Regions from separate parts of the Hordeum vulgare genome. Here region 1 is linked to region 2. The links are chromatin contacts, called in public HiChIP or PLAC-seq maps. All regions are on one chromosome and are shown on one strand. The core of a region is the stretch at or near the end of the contact, and the rest is flanking DNA. Distances in the headings are between cores, read along the strand shown. Region 1 holds the start of LOC123398741 (protein transport protein SEC23-like). Region 2 holds the start of LOC123395869 (cyclin-dependent kinase inhibitor 6-like).

Region 1 (7,347 bases), core at 1,756-4,255, 190 kb after region 2:
GTCAGTTTATTGCTACTGTTTTCTGCATGTCAATGTATCTGTTTCTATGACCATGAGATCATGCAACTCCCGGACACCGGAGGAATACCTTGTGTGTATAAAACATCGCAACGTTACTGAGTGACTATAAAGGTGCTCTACAGGTATCTACGAAGGTGTATGTTGGGTTGGCGTGGATCAAGACTGGGATTTGTCACTCCATGTGACGGAGAGGTATCTCGGGGTCCACTCGGTAATACAACATCGCAACAAGCCTTGCAAGCAATGTGACTAAGGAGTTAGTCACGATATCTTGTATTACGGAACGAGTAAAGAGACTTGCCGGTAATGAGATTGAACTAGGTATGGAGATACCGACGATCGAATCTCGGGCAAGTAACATACCGATGACGTCACGACGAGCTCCGGAATGGTCCGGAGGTAAAGATTTATATATGGGAAGTCCTATTTTGGCTACCAGAAAAGTTTCAGGTTTTATCGGTATTGTACCGGGAAGCTTCTAGAAGGTTCTAGAAGGTTTTAGAGGGTTCCGGAGGAGTCCGGAAGGGTCCCTACAACCCCTAGGACATGCATGGGTTGTAAGGGGGCGTCCAAGCCTTGTTGGGACAGCCCCCAAGGGCCCATGCGGTTGGGAGAGAAGAGTCCTCTAAGGGGAAGGCACCTCCTAAGTGCCTTGGGGAGGGAGGAAACCTCCCTAGGCCCACGCCCCTCCTTGGAGAAGGGGCTAGGGCTGCGACCCAACCCTCCTCCTAGCCTCCTATATATAGTGCGGGAGAGGGAGGGGCTGAACACACCAATTCCCACGCCCCAGTGGCAGCCCTACCTTTCCCATAACTCTGTTTTCTCCTCAGATCGGTTCTGGCAGCGCTTGGCGAAGCCCTGCTGGCACTGCTCCACCATCATCTCCACCATGCTATCGTGCTAGTTGAGATACTATCTACTTCTCCTTCCTATCTTGCTGGATCAAGAAGGAGGAGATGTCATCGAGCCGTACGTGTGCTGAACGCGGAGGTGCCGCCCGTTCGGCGCTAGATCGAGAAGGACCGTGATAAGATTGCGGGACGGATCATGATGAGATCGCGGGATGAGCTGCGATTTGGATCACGAAGATGTTCCACTACATCAACCGCGTTATATACGCTTCCCTTAGCGATCTACAAGGGTATGTTGATTCACTCTCCCCTCTCGTAGATGATCATCACAATGGTTAGGTCTTGCGTGTGCGTACGGAAGTTTTTGTTTCCCATGCAACGTTCCCCAACACAAACCTCATAAGAGGAAGGGAAGGAAACATACCCTCTCATCCTTGCGAGGAGTAGGGGATTTGTGTGCGAAAGCTTCACCATTTGCGGAAGTTAATCTAGAACGGGAAGGCGCTAGATCTAAGGAAGGGAAATATGCTTGCACCTCTAGTTCACACAGACGAATACGAGGGACAGAAGAGCTTGCCTAGTCGCGTGGGATAGGGCCATGAGGGTACGAGGAGGAGCCTGGAGCACTCGCCATGCCTTTGATTTTTTGGTGTTCTTCTCGACGGTTGGGGGGATAGGGTGTGTTGCTGGAAGCGCGCTTGGCTTATGTAATAAGTAGATTTCCCCGTTTCACGTGAAGGGGTTTTGTGAAAATATTATTGGAACTGCCTATCTCTTATTGGCGCACGGGAATCGAGGGGTATGATTAACCCTTTAGAAGTAAATTAATTTTGCGGGCCATGCGACGTTTTGACAATCAAGAATGCGGTGCAAGCTGGACTAGAGTCAGCAGAACATGGGGATGAGAGGAACTCGTCGCGCAAGGCGAAGACTTTGAATGTGTGAAGATGGTAGATCAAGACTTCGACATTGGATGCCAGTTCGAGGGCTACCGAGGGAGTCCGGGAATAAGGGGTCCTTGGGTCGCTTACCTACTTTCGTGGGTCGGACTCGTGGGTCGTGTGTTAATCATCATTGGAATTCAGACTAGAAGACACCATTGTATTCAAGATGTACTCTTTCGAAGACTTGACATGCACCCCACGACCACATGGTAATCGACATGTTTTCTCCTTGGTATAACCGATATTGTGTAACCTAGTACCCCTGGTATCTATATAAACCGGAGGGTTTTAGTTCGTAGGACAGGTTAAGATCATTATTCCTAGGGTTTATACCACAACATGACCTCGAGGTAGATCAACTATGTACTCGATACCACATCATCAATATAAACAAGAGCAATACATAGGGCTTTACCTCCATCAAGAGGGCCCGAACCTGGGTAAACATCGTCTTCTTTGTCTCTTGTTACCCATCAATCCAAGATTCACAATTCGGGACCCCCTACCAGAGATCTGCCGGTTGACACCGACAAGGGGTGGGGGTGGGTGGGTGGGGTGGGGAGGGAAGGTTATGAACGTTCGAACCGCTGCCATGCACGAGTCCGACACCCTAGACCCACCCGAAAATCTCTCTCGCACTCTCTCATGCGTGAAGATGTTGTCGCGCATTCATGTCACTTGAAAGTGTCGACGCTGCTTCATGCTGGTCTAAAGCATGCGCAACTTTTCACTGGTGTCGGCATTAAAACGACACGCGAGCTGAGAGCGTGAAGGCGATGCAGTTGCGTCACCCGTCATTTCTCGTACCGACCCCCTCCCCCCATCCGCACCTCCGCCATTTGAACGACATAACCCTGTCGAGTAATGACGCTACTTTTTCATGCCGAATCAAACAAATACACATATTATAATATTATAGATGTAATTCGATAAATCAATCACCAAAAAGAAAATCGAGCCCGGTTGGTGGGCCTTTGGCGTGTGGTTGCTTTTGCTAAAAACACCTTTGCATATTAAAGTTTGCTTAAAAGCCCTAAAAAATTGCTTAAAAACCTTTTTGTTGCATCTTTAAAAGAAAAACCGAACAAGACACCGGTTTTAATTTTTCCGGACGACGGACCGCCAGCCCGGCTCGGACATGAAACCCCTACTCTCGCGGTTGTCGGAAAAGTTTTGCCAGCGCCGAGACACCCGGTGTCCACAACAACCGGAAGCCGAGTCAGGGCAGGCCACGCAAGCAGGCCTCGTGCGAGCCGTCCGATCCGGCCTCGCTTCCGACGCGCCCATCCGAGCCCTTCATCACCGAACATCGGCCCCACAAGACCTCAGTCCGGCGCCACCTCACCCCTCTCCTTCTTGTCCCCCGACTGGAGAGCCCCCTCCCGAGTCCCGATCGCATCGCGCGCTCCACCGTGCCGCCTCCATCGCCTCCTGCCCCAACGCCGGCGACGGTGCGGCTGGCCGGCACTAGGCGGTGACTTACCCTTCTGTTTCTCGCGGCGCGGCAGTGTTCGCGAGTGATCCGCCGGTAAGCGCCGCCTCTGCTTGCCTCCCCTGCCTTTCCGTTTCCTGAAGGCGAGGTCGTTCTTGGAGATCCAGGGACTAGGGTTCGCCGTGTTTAGCTGCGAGGGTTTTCGGTAGTGTTTGGTGGGCGGATGGCCGGGAAGCAATTGCGATCTCGAATATTTTGCGGCGGTTTTGTCACACAGGTAGAACAAGTCGAAATCAGCCCTTGCCACTTCGCTAGTTTGTGGGAGTTTTGGGCTACCCGGAGGGCAATTTCGCGCTGCATGTCACCACATTCGGTTATTCGTTTGGCATGAGTGTAAAAAGTTTTGCTAGGAACGTGCAAAAACACAATTTTGATGTGGAAGAACTATTGTATCAGATATTGCATTTGAGCAGATTGTATTGAATTGTCCTTCTGCGGTGGTCTTGGTGCTCTATGTTTGCTTGCATATGCTCACCGACTTCTCACTTGCTATTTGATCTGAAATTTGCAGGTTGGGTATCATTTCACTTGCAGAGGCCTGACACAAATAGCATACATAAGGCTGCTGTATACAAAATGTCTGAGTTCCTCGAGCTTGAGGCTCTGGATGGGATAAGGATGCCATGGAACGTTTTTCCAGGCACAAAGGAGGATGCTGTGAGCTGCGTCGTCCCTGTTTCTGCCATCTATACCCCTCTCAAGTCAATTCCTGATATGCCAGTAGTCCCATATTCTCCCCTTCGCTGCCGCATGTGTCGTTCAATCCTCAATCCTTTCTCCAGAGTAGACTATAATGCGAAGATCTGGCTCTGTACATTCTGCTTTCAGCGCAATCAATTCCCTCAACACTATTCCTCGATCTCAGAAAACAATCTCCCTCCAGAACTCTTTCCTCAGTATACCACAATTGAGTACATATCCACTGCAGAAACAGGTCCTGTAATGCCTCCTGTTTTCATCTTTGTTGTGGATACTTGCATCATCGAGGAAGAAATTGGTTATTTGAAGTCTGCTCTGGCACAGGCTACTGAGCTATTGCCAGATAATTCCCTTATTGGGTTCATTACTTTTGGGACATATGTACAGGTATAGTTCTGTGTTTACTCATAATGTTCTGTCCCTAAATGTTTCATTCTGTATTCAATGCTTTATTTAGCAACATATTTTCATTATTGGTGCATGTAGGTGCATGAATTGGGTTTTGGTTTGTTGCCGAAGTCATATGTGTTCAAGGGAACAAAGGAGGTCAGCAAGGAACAAATATTGGAGCAAATGTGCTTCTTTGCAGGCAAACAAAAGCCCACCACAGGGGTAATAGCTGGAACTAGGGATGGTCTTTCATCAGAGAGCATCTCTAGATTCCTTGTGCCTGCTTCGGAGTGCGAGTTTGTACTGAACTCAGTTAAGAATCGATATCACTCAATAGAAGATCATATTGTCCATATAATTGTTCATATTCCAAATTTTTAATGTGTCAAGCACATGATTCGATGATTTCACTGTATGTACAGGTTATTGAAGAGCTGCAAAAGGACCCTTGGCATATTCCAGCTGATCAACGTGCATCAAGATGCACTGGAGCTGCATTAAGTGTGGCGGCCAGTCTCCTGGGGGTTTGTGTCCCTGGATCAGGTGCTAGGATCATGGCATTTGTTGGTGGTCCATCTACAGAGGGACCTGGTTCTGTAAGTCCAAATAACATTGAATGATTGCCTTCTTTTGAGTTATTTGGTTGTCTGTCACACTCAGTTTTCGGTTCACGTGCTTAGATGTGCAACCAGAAAGGTTTTTAAGCTTGGAGCACCATCATTTCCTCGATGTTCTAAAAACACTATTATTTTATCATGTTCTAGCATTGCACCTTTGGCTTGTAACAAGATACTATTGTTTCTTTTCTTGAAAGGTAAACTCATGTTTAACTCACTGTTTTCATTAGTTTTAGAGCACTGTGCGCCAGAAGGCCCCCTATCGAAGGACAGAAATACACACCATAGATTTCTGCCAAATTGCGCTGAATACATATGTTGATTATGCTTGGAACTTATGTCATCTATGATTTACATATATCATAATAACTGTACAATGTATACATATTCTTTTATATGCTTCTTGTGTAGTATGATGACTGTTCTGCAAAATTTCCAGATTGTATCGAAATCCTTAGCAGAGCCAATTCGCTCACACAAAGACCTCGATAAAGACTCGGCTCCACTTCATGATAAAGCTGTTAAGTTCTATGATCAGATTGCCAAGCAGCTTGTGCACCAAGGACATGTGCTGGATTTGTTTGCGTGTGCAGTCGATCAGGTCTGTTGCTTATTTTATACTTCTTTTATTGATGTCGTCTTAGTGCAGTTAAACCTGGAAACTGTTTCCTAGCATATACAGCTACTTAGACTTGTCAAAATAATATCAAGCAGAATTGGCATCATAAGTACTTTCATATCATTGCATTTATAATTAGAAAAGGGTATATTCAAAGTTGTGTACCGGAGACAACATGTGTTTTATTGAGTTTCATGCACCAACCGGTAGAACCAAAAGTACGAACTAATGGAGAAGTTTGGATAATCCACATATACTTCAAAAAGATATCCATAATGACAAGCAAAAAGAGAATGGATGGGGTACTAAGTATGAGGCCACACATACCCTTGTATGGATAGAAATCAGCTTGTTGAATGTGTTCTCTAACGCTTTCACCTTTTTCTCCATGATTTTGCAGCTATTAATATTAGAGGTGTCTAGCTAGAACCATTGATTATTGCTTATTTGTGTAGCTTCGATTCAAAACTGTAGTTATTTAACTGTTGCCTGTGCTGAATGTCCATGTCGGTATCACATATCCATATATTAGTGCATCAGATATCATCCATATGCACAATTCTAAGACATGAACTAGATTCCTGACCGACAGTATCATCATAATGCAAATTAGCTACCTTTTTTTTCGAATGGGTCCATTTTATGTAAAGCATTAGCTTAGCTATTACTGTGAGTCGTATGCTAGTGAGGGACCTCAACACATATACTATTTCCAGTGTGTGCAAGTAATAAATGTAAGAAACTACTTAGTTGCTTCCAGTGACTGTAATAGGACAGAGTTGATAGACAATCAGAGTTATGAAGGGCAAGTCCACAGTCCTCATGCGGTACTACGCGTGGCATTTAGTTATTTATAGTAGAAGTTGCTTATGCTAGTAAGATGTTGGTCTTGTCGATAAAAAATGCTATCAACTAACTGTTGTATCCAAAACTAGTTGTAAACACGTGCTCTTGAAAAGCTACTACACTGCCAAATGAAGCTATGGAAACTCACCTTTGTGTACACTATCTGGTGCGTCATGGTTATTTTGTCTGAAGCAACATTTTCTTTATGCTTGAGTTTTCAGGTTGGTGTTGCTGAAATGAAGGTTGCAATTGAGAAGACTGGGGGAATTGTTGTGCTTGCTGAAAGTTTTGGTCACTCTGTTTTCAAAGACTCGCTTCTCCGCATCTTTCAGTCAGCAGATAACGGCCTTGGATTATCATTCAAGTAAACCATTATTTTCTCTTGCTCTTATTTATATTTTGTTGATGTTATATTAAAAAATATCCGTTAAAAAAAGAGAGAGAATAGGAACCGAATGGCCTAACCATTCAAATGCAATTTGTACTTATCCAGCTCTTTTTCACCAGTGTGAGGGTTCCGCATTTTCAAATTCCATACTATCCTGTAAAGTCGTACATGTGCCAATGAAGCTTTCAAGGTAGCTCGGTTGCTCTGCATATCAAGGCCACCTGCATTCCACCCTTATATGGTGTGACGGGTTTCTGGGCAATATTTATATACTACCCTGCATGCATAGCTTGAAATCTTAAATTGGCTGCATGTTTGCAAATAGTAAATCTGCATTTCCCAGAATAGGCTTTTAGTTACCGCATACCCAGAAATTTATGTAAGATGATTACCATTTTCTTGAAACTATGTCTTGTCTAATACTTCTTCTTTTGTCCCTGTTCCATCAACATCGATATACCATGTAGGGTTATTTTCTGA
Region 2 (6,964 bases), core at 4,161-6,660:
CCTTGGTTTTCAAAGCAAGTCTAGGTGATTCTTTCTTCGAACGAACGCGAGCAAGAGCATTGTCAGCGGTCTTGTTCATAATATCCATAGCAATGAACTCATCCAACACTTCGCCTGAGGTCAAGGAGTGGAAATCTGGTCTTTGACGAATGACAGAAGACATGGCTTTGTTGAATGGCATGATGGCCTTGAGAAACTTGTGCTTGATCCAAGTGTCATCTGTATCTTTGCTCCCATGGTCTTGGAGACCAGCGACAACAACAGTCACCCTTCGATAGATATCACGGGGTCCTCATCTTCTAGCATCACAAACTCATCGGCCTGATCAAGAAACACTTCAAAGTTAGACCGTTGAATGCTTGAGCTCCCCTTGTACAACACCATGATGTGCTCCCAACAATCCTTTGCACGGGTGAAGGGACGCAGGTGAGGCAGATATTCTGGAGGAACTGCGGATTGAAGGATGAACAATGCAGAATGATTGTATTGGTTGTCCGCCTCTTCTCTTGGAGTGAGGTTCCTTGGATCATGTGGGTAATAGACTTCTTCGATGATTCTCCAAAGATTTCTTTAGTTGTGATTCAAATGAGACTTGATGGAAAAGACCCAATTAGCAAAATCACCTTTCACAAGTTTAGGAGGAGGACCAAGGTTGTTAATATGCGGTGTAGGGACCGGTCCTCCGTAGACCAGGGGAGGAGGAACCGAGGAAAAAGTTCTCGGCCCATTCTTGTCGAGAGGGGAAGAAGTTTGAGTACCTTTAGCCGCTTCCTTCTCGGAATTGGCCTCCTCCTAAACAAACCGAGGTTCTTGTTTGTTTCTCATAATGGCTTGGAGTGTTTCTGATAATGGCTTTGAGGAATGTTGACGATTTTGCTAGGACTGGGTCTGGTGCCTCTACCAGCAGTCATCTTAGTCTTCAAAAGACTTGGTGAAGATTTTGAGGCGGAGCCAGTAGAAGATGGCACAAAGGAACTAGGTTGTTCAGATTGAATCTTACCGAGCGTCCTTTTGCAGGGAGGTTTGAGGACAAACTTCTTTGCATATTTTGGAGTCACATATTTGTACTCCTTCCACTCTTTTGCCCACCTGCGCTCAATCTTTTGAAGCCTAATCTTGCGCTTCGTCATGGTCTCTTTACCATGAACTTCTTTATCAGGTGTACAGTAGTTAGCATATATTTCTTCAGGGATCTCAAAAGCAGTATTTTGCTCCAGCTTCTTGCCACCTTTCTGTTTCCGGTCTTCTTCCATTTTCTTCAGCCGAGGTTTTTGCTAAGGAATTTGAATTCTTGATGATTCTGATAAGTTGACCCACTCTATGAGGCCCAGGCTCACACCAAGATTGATGTGTTTCTCGCTCTAAATTTTGATAATCCATGGATATTTGATCCAATCATAATAGAGGAAGATAATTCTTTCTTTGCTCTGAAGCTGTATGATGGTGATGACCTAGTCATTCAGCTTGCTGATCCTTGTGATAGTCCCCTATGCACTAAAACTAATTCTGATTATAGTGAATTTGTGTATGAAGAAGTAGAAATCATTGATCATAGTCCTGAGGTCAACTCACATCCATTAGTCAACACAACAAGTAATAATCTCTCTCGACAATATTCCTCCTCTAACCTCTCTGCACCTCCTAGATTTTCATTTAAAGAAAAATATAATATAGATCCACTGAATGTTGCTCTTATAAATGATATTCTCATTGCTGATGAAATTATGGCTGCATGGACGCTCCACTTTGTTGCTTAAGATAATGACGTGTCTGCTATCAAGGTACCTTTGAACTGGGTTACTTTTATTTGCTCTACACTTATAACATTAGACAAGTTTGATTGGGCTAATATGTTCCTCGGCTCACTAATGTGGCATGTTATATTGGAAGGGTCCACTTGCCGAGAGACATCGGATTTTTACATATGTGCTTCCTGCCTTGTTAACTTGGCCCCTCTTTTTTCCCAGGCTCGCAATGAGGAAAATAGAAGCACTTTTCCACTCCAGGAAAAGGGTAGTAAAGTTGAGGAGATCACTTACACCCAAAGCAATCTGTTGCTCAAAGGAAAGAGGAAGTAAAGGCTTCCAGTAGTTGAATGTGAGGTAGGAAGAAGTGACAGACTGCAACAATTCACCAAAGGTTTAAAGGAAATGACATGCGAGGATATTAATTGTATGGCGCGTATTGTCAAACCACTCATCTGCAATAGCAAAGTTATTAAAAACTTAAACATTTCGTATTTCAAGGTGGACCCCAAGAGTTGCACTGAAGAATTTCTTCACAGAAACAAAGCCAAGAAAGGAGGGAAGCAACCAACATGGAGGGACTAGAAGGAAACTTGATAATGCTCGGAGAGAGATGGCAATATATTTTGCTAATGGATTGGGATAGGTTTATGAAAACGACATGCCTATGTGATAATCTGAGCAAGGCCATGTTTATTACATTTTTCTTTTACCTGGATGACTGGAATATGTGTGAGTGCAACAGTTACTTTGTTGCCTTCATAATGTTTAAGTGGAATTAAAAATTGTTGTGTGGCCTATATGGAGATATGTGACTGACAAGCACCTGACTGCAGAGGAATGTTTGATAGCTCTTTGTGCAAGCATATTTATCCTATTTTACACTACAATGAGTAGATCATGGAATATTTTAAACTGGAATATAGGGATTAACTAAAGTGATAAATGACTAGCTATTTCAAACAAGATAGAAGAGTCAGGCTGTGCACTGGCTAGTCTTCAAGAAACAAAAAGAGAAACCTTTGATAGCAATTATCTTAAAAATTTATGTCCTAGAAGAATCAATAAATATGACTTCACCCTCGGTGTTCACTTCAGAAAACTGGTCAACTCACTACCCAAACACTCTAGTATCCCCTTTGCCCAAACACATGTCTTATTACACTCCTTGTGTTATTTCGATTGGCACAAGCATTACAAAATCCAAGATTTTAAAATTTGAAAACTTTTGTCTTGAGCACATCACTATCAAGGAAACTGTTGAGAACATCTGGAGTTAGCCTCTGTAAGAAACTGATAGTGCAAAGATGATCACTGTCAAATTCAAGAGACTTAGGAAGGTCTCAAAATTTGGAGCAAAAACATATCCAACCTTGCTAGTATAATTCAAGCTACAAATGCAACAATCTTTTGATGTGGGACACATTTGAAGAATTCAGAGACCTCACTCTAGTGGAGAGAAATGACAAAGAAATGCTCACGGAGTACCTACTCAAGATCCCTTTTTCAAAGAATTTACTAGAGACAAAGAGCCACCATTAAGTGGGTTAATCTTGGAAATGAAAACTCAAAATTCTTTCAAAACCTTCTACTTTGCTTTCTATTTAAAAAAACGATCGGCGGACCATGCATCCTCGCTTTGCATTGCAAAACACCCCTCGAAGCCCGGGGTCCGATGCTGGCGGTTCATGTGTCCGTTTTGGAGATTCCCTAAGAGCATCTGCACTCGCACATAGAAAATATGACCCCCTCCCCATAAATGCCCGCGGATATGCCCGGTGAGTGATCGGTCGTGTCTCCTATTTATCCGTCCGCGCAGCTATACTCCTTATTTGCTTCCTTATATGTCCGATCACTTGCACTTGATTGATGGAGAGGAAGAGAGAGAGAGAGAGAGAGAGAAGAATGAATAAAGAAAAAGAAAAGGTCGTTCGGGTAGGGTTGCATCCTACGTACCGGACTGATTGGACACGTCCGCGAGCCATCATATCCTTCCTATATTTTTTATGAATATAAGGGTATGCGAATAGTCCAAACGTATAGGGATAATACGATGGATTCGATTGAGTCTTTTTTTTTCCTTCTTTTTCCTGTCCGGTCACTGAACGCGTCCGTCGGGTTATAGGTGCTCTAACCATGCGCGAGGTGTTGAGATATGCCATGTCAAAACAAAAGAACTGCTACTACAAGACAATGTACACAAATAACGACACTTTGTTTTCCTTGATGAAACAAAACACATCACGACAAGCTAATAAAAGCAAACTAGCTACAGGTGAAAGGATCCACTGACGACTTACATGGTGAGCTTTTACAGAATCAATTAGGCATCTCGTGAGCAATAATTACAGCTAATAAAGCATGACAGGGTAACTACAAAAGAATGATTAAAAAGGACACGATGTGGTCTGTCTTTGCTGTGCTTCTGACACTTGACTGGTTGCTGCGGCATCCTTCCTACGGCCTCACTCGGACCCACTCGTACCGCCCATCAATGGGAGCGTCCTTCACGACGTCATAGTTGTACCTTCAATCCAAAGCACAAGATCCAAACGTTAGAAAAGAACAGTAGTTGTACTGCACTCTGCCCACTTCACTTTTCTTTTTCTGAAAATATTTCCTTCATCACTAAAAATTGTCCTTGATTTGTCTAAATACGAATATATCTTAAAGTTGAAACCACTTTTTCCTTTGCTGTTCAGAATTCTCCTAATCCGTCTTAGTTGTGTCTTTTTCTACAAAATTTGGTGCTCAAAACTCCCTATATGTGTAGTGGTTTTGTTCAAATTCCTGCACTAGCACCAGCAGCCAGCCTTTTCATCAAGAGAAAAAGAAAAACAGCGACAGAGAATTGCAGGGCAAGGCACATGCTTGGCGAGTGTGCGTGCGACACCAAACTGACTGACAACCGAGATCTTCAGCAGCAGCAGAGGCCTCATGTTGCTTGAGCACAATCCACAGGCCCACTGCTGCTCATGCATTGCTAGCTACTCCCGTATAAATCCACAGCAGCCCGAGCCTCGCAGCTTTTCCCCGAGGGCATAGGAGGAAGCCGGCGCCAAACGGACGCCGGAGGCCGGAGCTTCAGCTCAGATGAAGCGCGTGCATGCGCAGTGGTACTCACTTGGCAGCGAAGCGCCGCGCGACGTCGCCCTCCGCCGCGGCGAAGAAGGCCTCCATCTCCTCCGCCGGCGGTGACCTCCCCTTCTTCGCCTTCTTCGCCCTGCGCACGACGGCAAACAGCAGGCCAAAGAATGAGCATGACTCCAGAGTCCAGACGCAGCAGCAGAGCTTCGAATGGTTTGTCGTGAGGAGAAGGGAGGAAGGCAGGGAGAGGGAGAGCTGGGGACTGACAAGTCGGCGGGCACCGCAACGCCGGCGCTCTCGCGCTTGCCGCAGCTCGACGCCGCCGCCGTCACGGTGGCCGCGGCGGTGGCGGCCATGGCCGGCCTTTTCTTTTCTGCTTCCTTCTCTCCTGCTCTCTCTTTCTCTATGCCTACTTTTTTTCCACCCACGCGCGCGCCTGTGCCGGTGGTGGGTGCTGTGCTCGATGGCTATTACGGGGCCGGGCTGGGCTGGGACTGGGTGGGAGGAGATAACGATTGGATTAGGTGGGAAACGGTGGTCGTACGACGTCCCAGCCGAGAGATTCCGAGTAGGAGGAGTAGTAATTAACAGCAGCTACTCACTCTAGCAGCTAGCTGAGCACTGAGATCAGACGGGAAATGGAGCGGGGCGTACGTGTCGAGCGGGCGCGGGGCGCCGGCCGGCGTACTTGGCCGGCCTGGACGGGCGTGGGGCGCCACTACGGCTACGCGGGCACTGTGGCCGCATGCGCACGCCTACGCCGTGGCACTTTCTTCCGTTGATCTATCCATCTACTCTACCGTGGTAGATGCAAGCATGAGCTGGGGTCGGCGGGAGGAGGCGCGATCGTGCGTGCGCTGTGGGGTTCTTCGCGGGAAATTGCGCGCGAGCTGCGTGCATATGCCGTCGTGTGGGGCGGTTAGTTGGTTGGTGCTTGGTGGGTGGGTGGGTCTCGGCGGCGCCGGGAGATCCGTATATGCTACTACTTCTATCGTCACGTGCCGATGTAGCTGTGGCACGGGTCACCGGTTGGCGGTTGCTACGGATAAACCGCCGAGTCCTGTGACGGATGGACGGACATGCGTGCACAGAAGCGCCGCATTGCCCTTTGCCCAAACCGGAAGATGCCTTGGTTTTTACCCGTGCAAAGGACTGGACCGTCTTTGCGCATCTCCAATGATCCTCAAGATTGTACAACCCGGGTCCCGAAAGTCATCCACCGTGTTCCTGCGCTGCAGTCCGGATCACTTTTTTTCTCGTAGACCAGAACCATGAGGTTCTGCAGGAGTCGTGGCACACGCCATGTCGGTCTCTCACCCCCATTGCCCACTTAGGAGGCGGAGCCCGTGCTTTTGTAGCACCCGCACTGTTTTCATGTCGAAATTCCCCACTTTCTTCTTTCACCCCACCCCTCTCCAAGCATTTTTCGCCCTTTTCTTTCACTTTCTTCTTCTCTTCCACCGTCGCTGCATGGCACCAGATGAGGCCTATCAGAGATGGAGATGGTGGTGGAGGTGGAGGAGGATCCCAGCATCACCTTCGCCCTGAAGATCAACTCGACGGTGCAGCAAAATCGACATGTCAAAGCGAAGCCCGCAAAGGAGCAGAAGCTCAAGAAGCGGAAGGACGGTGGTGCATTGTCTTGTTGATCACTAGATGTATGTGCATTGTTTTGTTGATCACTAGCCAGATATGCATAATTTTGTTAATCACTAGCTAGATATGTAGAATTTTGTTGATCGCTGGCCGGATGTGCATGGTTTTGTTAATCGTTAGCCGGATGTCTATAGTTTTGTTAATCCCTAGCCGGATGTTTTGTTAATCACTAGCTAGATATGTAGAATTTTGTTGATCGCTAGCCGGATGTGCATGGTTTTGTTAATCGCTAGCCGGATGTCTATAGTTTTGTTAATCCCTAGCCGGATGTTTTGTTGAACCCTAGCCGAATGTGCATAGTTACCTTGACAATGTTCTATTTGGTAGCCTTCTCATGCGTGTACCGTTTCAAAAAGTTAGAGCAAAAAAATTCAACGTTATGCATTGTTGGTTGAAGATGAATGGGCAGCTGAAGTGGAAACTATTCATAGCCCACCACTGCAGGGTGGTTACGACACATCAATCAGAGACCCTTC

Evidence for each region. HiChIP or PLAC-seq counts read pairs in DNA pulled down with a chosen protein or histone mark.
Region 1: a contact with region 2 is called in an H3K4me3 HiChIP or PLAC-seq map of embryo, with 5 times the contacts expected there. The contact joins the promoter of LOC123398741 here to the promoter of LOC123395869 in region 2. A contact is called at or near these places in 1 of 6 Hi-C or Micro-C datasets (leaf) and 1 of 1 datasets of contacts at active chromatin or transcription factors (embryo).

What each region holds. Positions count from the first base shown.
Region 1 is chr5H:462,081,015-462,088,361 of MorexV3_pseudomolecules_assembly, forward strand. It overlaps LOC123398741 (protein transport protein SEC23-like), which reads left to right and starts at 3,006. Exons shown (of 13, transcript XM_045093195.1): 1 at 3,006-3,344; 2 at 3,820-4,394; 3 at 4,494-4,709; 4 at 4,820-4,993; 5 at 5,454-5,615; 6 at 6,701-6,843. The coding sequence starts at 3,885.
Region 2 is chr5H:461,884,685-461,891,648 of MorexV3_pseudomolecules_assembly, forward strand. LOC123395869 (cyclin-dependent kinase inhibitor 6-like) reads right to left here and starts at 5,411. Exons shown (of 3, transcript XM_045090901.1): 1 at 5,100-5,411; 2 at 4,870-4,968; 3 at 3,942-4,272. The coding sequence starts at 5,188. The coding sequence ends at 4,203.